Regions from separate parts of the Mus musculus genome. Here region 2 is linked to region 1. A link is a contact called in public promoter capture Hi-C data. All regions are on one chromosome and are shown on one strand. Each heading gives the region's core, a stretch centred on a gene start, on an enhancer-like site or on the middle of the called end of the contact. The rest is flanking DNA. Distances are from core to core; before and after follow the strand shown.

Region 1 (2,946 bases), core at 280-2,779:
TCAAATCCCAGCAACCACATGGTGGCTCACAACCATCTGTAATGGGATCTGATGCCCTCTTCTAGTGTGTCTGAAGACAGCTACAGTGTACTTATGTATAACAATAAATCTATGGGTGGGAGTGAGCAGGCAACCTAAAATTCAATTCCCAAGAACCACATGAAGGTTCACAGCCATTTGTATAGTGTACGCATACAGATAACTAAATCTTAAAAAAAAAAAAAAAGGCCCCATCTAAGAAACAATCCTTGAGACTCTTGTTTTATATGACTAGTAAACTTTGATAAACTATTTGATTAGAAAACAGTTATTATTATTTCATACTATAAATTCTATCATAGACTACCACGATGATCCCCAAGAACTGGATCTAGCACTGAGGAACCTACTGCATAACCTCACAGCAAGCCCTGCATCCCTGAGCTCATTCTTGCAGTTAATGACTCCATCTGCTGAAGTTACCTGGACAAACTACTGAACTGGGCAGAGAATGCCTAACACCTGAAGTCCCAGAGATCATAAAGTAAGGGGCTGGAGTGACTCAGTGGTCACGAGCACTGCTGCTCTGACAGAGGATTTAATTTGGTTTGCAGCACCTGCCTGAGGAGCTCATAGAGCCACCTGCAACTTCAGCTCGAGGTGAGTCCTCTTCTGGCCTATACACACCTGCACAGCGTGTATATGCCTACCACTGAACACAAGTCATTTTAAAAATCCCAACACAAAGCCGGGCGTGGTGGCGTACGCCTTTAATCCCAGCACTGGGGAAGCAGAGGTAGGCGGATTTCTGAGTTCAAGGCCAGCCTGGTCTACAAAGTGAGTTCCAGGACAGCCAGGGCTACACAGAGACACCCTGTCTCGAAAAACCAAAAAAAAACCAAAAAAAAAAATCCCAACACATAGGAGGCTAAAACAGGACTGCCTGTCTCGATTACATAAAAAGACTTTTATAGAACTAAAATCAAAACCAAACAAACAAAAGGCTCACGTGCACACACACAATCTAAGAGGCCCAAAGTGGCTTGATTTTAAGAAGAAAATGAAGTGGTTATCCCTACAAGATAATTGGTGTATATCTACAGAATAAATAAAATAACTAAACTACAACATCGCTTTTATTTATCTTGAGAGAAGATCTGGCCTCAAACTGGCTATGTAATACTGGAATTAAGAACTACACCCTTGCCAGGCGTGGTGGCACAGGCCTTTAATCCCAGCACTTGGGAGGCAGAGGCAGGCGGATTTCTGAGTTCGAGGCCAGCCTGGTCTACAGAGTGAGTTCCAGGACAGCCAGGGCTACACAGAGAAACCCTGTCTCAAAAAAAAAAAAAAAAAGAACTACACCCTTAGCTGGGCAGTGGTGGAGCACAACTTTATAATCCCAGGACTTAGGATGCAGAGGCAGAGGGATCTCTAAAACCAGCCTAATCCACAACAGAGTCCCAACACAGCCAGGGCTACAGAGAAACTGTTCAGGGGCTAGGGGTGAGGCGTGCCATCACATGGAGCCAACATTATGTATTCTGTTAAACAGAGTGAATAAACACATGGGAGGGTCACCGTGACTTAGTGTCTCATTAAGTCTTTGACACTATTATAGCATACACTTTATCCTTCCACTCAAGAAAAAGCATTATAGTAAGTAACATCTGTTTCTTTATTTTTCTAAATGACATTTTTTCCCTTTACTTACTGTTATGTTAATAGCGTTTTTAATAATTCAAAGAACAAATTGTCCTCGTTGGAAATTCAAGAGACCAATTCTAAAACCGGAACTTTAAAGCACTTCAAGAGTCCTATTAATTATTAACCTCAGATTGCCCAAAAGATAACCTGTGAAGTTAAGTTACTATATAACCAGAAATAGGAGAATACATGATGCACCCACAGAGCACAACCCCGCTGACTTAAAAGGACAGGCTGTAGCAGGACACTCGACTCAGGACAAGTCCATGCAGCGCCCAGATCAGGAGCAATTCAAGTCCCTCCAAGGCCCCTCAGACGGGTCTGTAAACTGTACTCAATGACTGACTTCCAAATTCCCCCTCTTTTCTTTCCTTACTCTTAGATCATTAGCACATTATCAACAATAGATCCTAAGATGGCCAATTAACAACTGGTATATATAGGAAACACAACCAGGAACTCTATTACATCACAGCAGTACCACAATCCTATGTATCCAGAGACTCCAACATAGCATTTCTGATCACAGTACCTAGTAGAGAAGCCAAAGAACTTCTTCATTCCACCCTTCACCTTCCTCCCTAGTCGTCGGAGGTAGCAATTTGGCAAGTCTCACTGTGTAACTGGGAAGGGACGCTTTAAACTCTTTAACTAACTAACCTTGACTAAGTCACTCAACCAAAGAACCTGACAACTGGTAAGGTCTTTTCTAACTCTCAAATTTCAACACTAAGGTCATTTCCACATAGCTCAAACCAATCTTAAGCTTCAATGGACATAAAACAGACTATAAACTGCCCACAGTTCAACTGTCTGGCTAAAGCAGTGGTCCCCAAGTGCACAAGAATACACAACAGGTCTCTGTTCCCCACAACGGCCGTCTCTGGAATGCAGTTATCTATCTATCTTGTACACATGTGTACAAGGTGTGTGTCAGAGCAGGAGCCTGGCACCTGTGCAGATGAATAAAAAGGTAACTAAAAGTTCCAACTGTGGCCTATTCAACAGTTAACTCCTTCTGCCTAGGTAATATAATCTAAATGAAAAATGTATTTCTCTAAAATAATTGTGAGAACTCCAAAAAGCTTTCTAGCTCTAAACCCTTGTAAAGTCCACAGGGAAAGACAAGTAAGCTGGAACAGTGAGCATTAGATTAAGACACTCACTCAGGGTGAGGGACTCAGAGAGGCTGAAATGTGCTCATCTTTATACAAAGTTTATACAACGCAGGCTAAAAACGAGCTGTCTTAAACCTCACAC
Region 2 (2,946 bases), core at 299-2,798, 540 kb after region 1:
CTCGTTCCTTTTTCTTATGAGCAATCTTCGTCTGGGAAGAATTCTGATCCTTGCTCTTCTGTCTATTTTGCTGTTCTTGGTTCTTACTAGCATTTCTAGATTGAGGGTCTGGAATGTTATACCTCTCTCCGCCACCCATCTTCAGCTTCTTTGTCACCTGTAAGTAAATACATGTAAACAATAAATTCCACATGTTCCTTGTGATGTTTCCATAGTTCCAGTTCTAGAAGTGTTGAAGAAAATATGACAAGATGGCATTAGGCTCGACTTCAAAACCATCTACCTCAAAAAACTAAAGTCGTGAGCTAGATACCAGTTTGTGAAATTGAAAGAAGAAAAAAATTAAAGCAAGCTCTTCTTTCATTCTTTGTACAAGCTAAAAGAAATAACCCCACACACCGAAAGCCACCCGTGGCTGGTGGGGTCTCCTATACCAGACTGGCCTCCAACTTTAAGCAGTCTTGCCCCAAACTCTGGAGTGCTGGAATTACAGGCACATAATACTGCAGCATCGCCATGCATGGCCGCTGACCTTAATAGTTTAGAATTGCTTCACTCCTAAGATAATTGGCCCCACTGTGATGGGAATCTTTATACCTTTCAGTTTGCTTTTCAGATTGAAGGATTTCCACTACTTGTCCTCTTCCTTGCTGCCAAGCCCAGGATAAGAGACGTTGCTTTCTGCTAGATCCTTTCCTTTGTCTCAGTACACAAGTTTTCATGAGCCAGTCTGCTGATTTCAGCCTAGGAGCTGAGGTCCACATCGAGTCTCCTCAGCACACAAGTTTGAGAGAAGTCCTAGCTAGAAAAGGAAAGAGAATTACTTGAAAATAACCCCAAAAAGTGATCTTTTAGACATTCTACAGAAATGGCTGTCGCTGCTTCCTCAAAGCTTCATAGATGATGTATGAGACCACGACTTTCTTTGACCTCATAAATATCAGCTTACAACTCTTGGGGGCTTACCTGCAACTCTTACCCGTTTTAAAGTGAAACTAGGACCCGCACAGCCATTTCCACATCAAGGTTCTGTTCCCAACAGCGCGCATCGTGATTTCGCCTATGACTCCGGTAACGGGTGCCATAATTTTTCACAAACCATAATAACCTTACATTCCTAAAGATCACGCCTCTAAGGGGAAAGGTTTCTCTGTTCTAATTAGCAAACACCCTCACAAGGCTGAGAAGCCTCCGACTTTGTAAGTCAGAAGGCCCGCACTCGCAGTCACCCGCACAGTGAACCTGCAAGCTCGCAGCCTCAGCCCGCGGCTCCGCTCCCAGGGAGTCGGTCGCACCCGACCGGCCTCACTTCCTCTTCAGCCAGGCCCAACAATGGTGCCCGCGATGGCCAACATGGCCGCCCCCGCCACACTCACCGACTTCGAGCGGCGGCGGCGGCGGCTCCCTCTCGACCTCCAAGCCTCCTTCCCTCTACAGGGAGAAACGATGCACGGATCTAACAGCCCACGAACGAGTCACGGATCACAACTCCGTCTGGGGACCAACCTCCTACTGCCTTTCCCGACAAAATGGAGGCCGCTGCAAGCGCGGAAGAGGACCGGAGACTGTGCAGCCAATGAGGACGCGGCAGCGCGTCCCGCGGCCAATGAGACGCCAGCCACCGCCTGTTGCTGGGGCACGCGGGGGGGGGGGGGAGTGCGGGGTGGCTGTTGTCATGGTTTGAAATCCTGCGGGAGGAGCATGTCGGGAATAACTGGCCCGCTTCGGGAGCCGCGCTGCTGGACTTTCCCCGGCTGGCGGAGGGCAGCTGCTCTTCTGCTGGCCTCTGGCAGCGGGGCCCGTACTTTACTTCCGTGACCAGACCTCTGCGCGGCGCCCGTCTTTGTTCCTGGCCCTTTCTGTCCTGCGGTCACTGGGCCAGCCCCAGAGCTGCCGTGGGTCATATTCACCCCACCCAGAGCCCGGCAACTATTTCTGCACATGACCACCTTCCTTTTTTATGTCTCCTCTGATCTAGCTTCACTTTTTTCTCGGTACCTGAGACTGTCACTACTATCAGGGCCTGCTTTTTCTATACACAGCACTTGCTGGATCCCTACACATTTTTTGGTCTTGTTTCGAAAGTGGGAAAACTAGAGAAAAGAAATATACCGCTCAAGAATGACAGCAAGGTTCGGGAAAGAAAGGAGAGATATCTTTTGTTTAAGAGAAAAAGAAAAACGTGTATCCTAGAGTCAACATTTCAAGGGTGAACACCAATTTCAGTGAATAATTCTGGGGGTAAATGTGCCAGGTGTCTTGCCTCATTCAGGCCTGTAATCACAGCTTCTCAGTTTTGAGGTCAGTTTGGAGTACATAGCAAAACCCCCATCTCAGCAAAACAAAAACGTTTCATTGGCTCCAAATTGTGATGCAAATAAGACACACACACTCACACATCTATCTATATAGCCATTGCTGTCCAGAATTAAGTTGGTCCAGAATTCTGCAAGCCTGTCCAAATGCATCTAGGGTGTTTTATCTGCTCCCTACCTCATGCTAGACTTTTGCTTATGTCATCTCATTCCAGTCTCAGCAATTTTAAGGGCAAGGTGCTATTCTGATTTCCAGTGTTCTTGGATTCAGGACATCTCAGTGGTGCCACACTTCAAAGCATAATGCTACAGTGAGTTTCAAGAGCCTGGGCTCATGTGCCCTTCTTCTCTGTGCCTAAAAGGTGCTTGACATAGAGGACACCATTACCCACATTGTCGGAAAGCTTGGGTGCCATGAAGCCTGCCTGTGTCCTGCCACCTGGCTGAGCCTGCTCTCTCCTACAAGGTCAGCGTCAGGCTGCCCTTTGGGAGAGCATGGTTCCGGCATTCACCATGTCTTAGCACTGTCTCTAGCTCATTAATAGCTACCAGTCCACAAGAGCTCCAAACTCTGGACCATGTGTAAAAAAGAATTCCTTCTTCGAAATATCACCGTCTGCCTGTCTGATTT

What was found. Promoter capture Hi-C pulls out the DNA fragments that hold promoters and counts their contacts.
Region 2: a contact with region 1 is called in a promoter capture Hi-C map of liver, with 2.7 times the contacts expected there. The contact joins the promoter of Pnrc2 here to the enhancer-like site in region 1. A contact is called at or near these places in 3 of 39 promoter capture datasets (the C10 cell line and liver), 5 of 484 Hi-C or Micro-C datasets (LSK cells, embryonic stem cells, granulocyte-monocyte progenitors and 1 more), 1 of 115 datasets of contacts at active chromatin or transcription factors (embryonic stem cells) and 1 of 9 other capture datasets (embryonic stem cells).

Annotation. Positions count from the first base shown.
Region 1 is chr4:135,334,007-135,336,952 of GRCm38.p6, forward strand. All of the region lies in intron 9 of Srrm1 (serine/arginine repetitive matrix 1), which reads right to left. Among named protein-coding and RNA genes, the nearest start is that of Srrm1, 18 kb to the right of the region's middle. Within about 2 kb of position 1,530, at least 21 of the 459 cell types and tissues checked have an H3K27ac peak or open chromatin away from gene starts, as enhancers often do. A contact at or near this core is called in liver, where this site is marked.
Region 2 is chr4:135,872,298-135,875,243 of GRCm38.p6, forward strand. It overlaps Pnrc2 (proline-rich nuclear receptor coactivator 2), which reads right to left and starts at 1,549. Exons shown (of 3, transcript NM_026383.3): 1 at 1,377-1,549; 2 at 598-802; 3 at 1-157. The coding sequence starts at 139.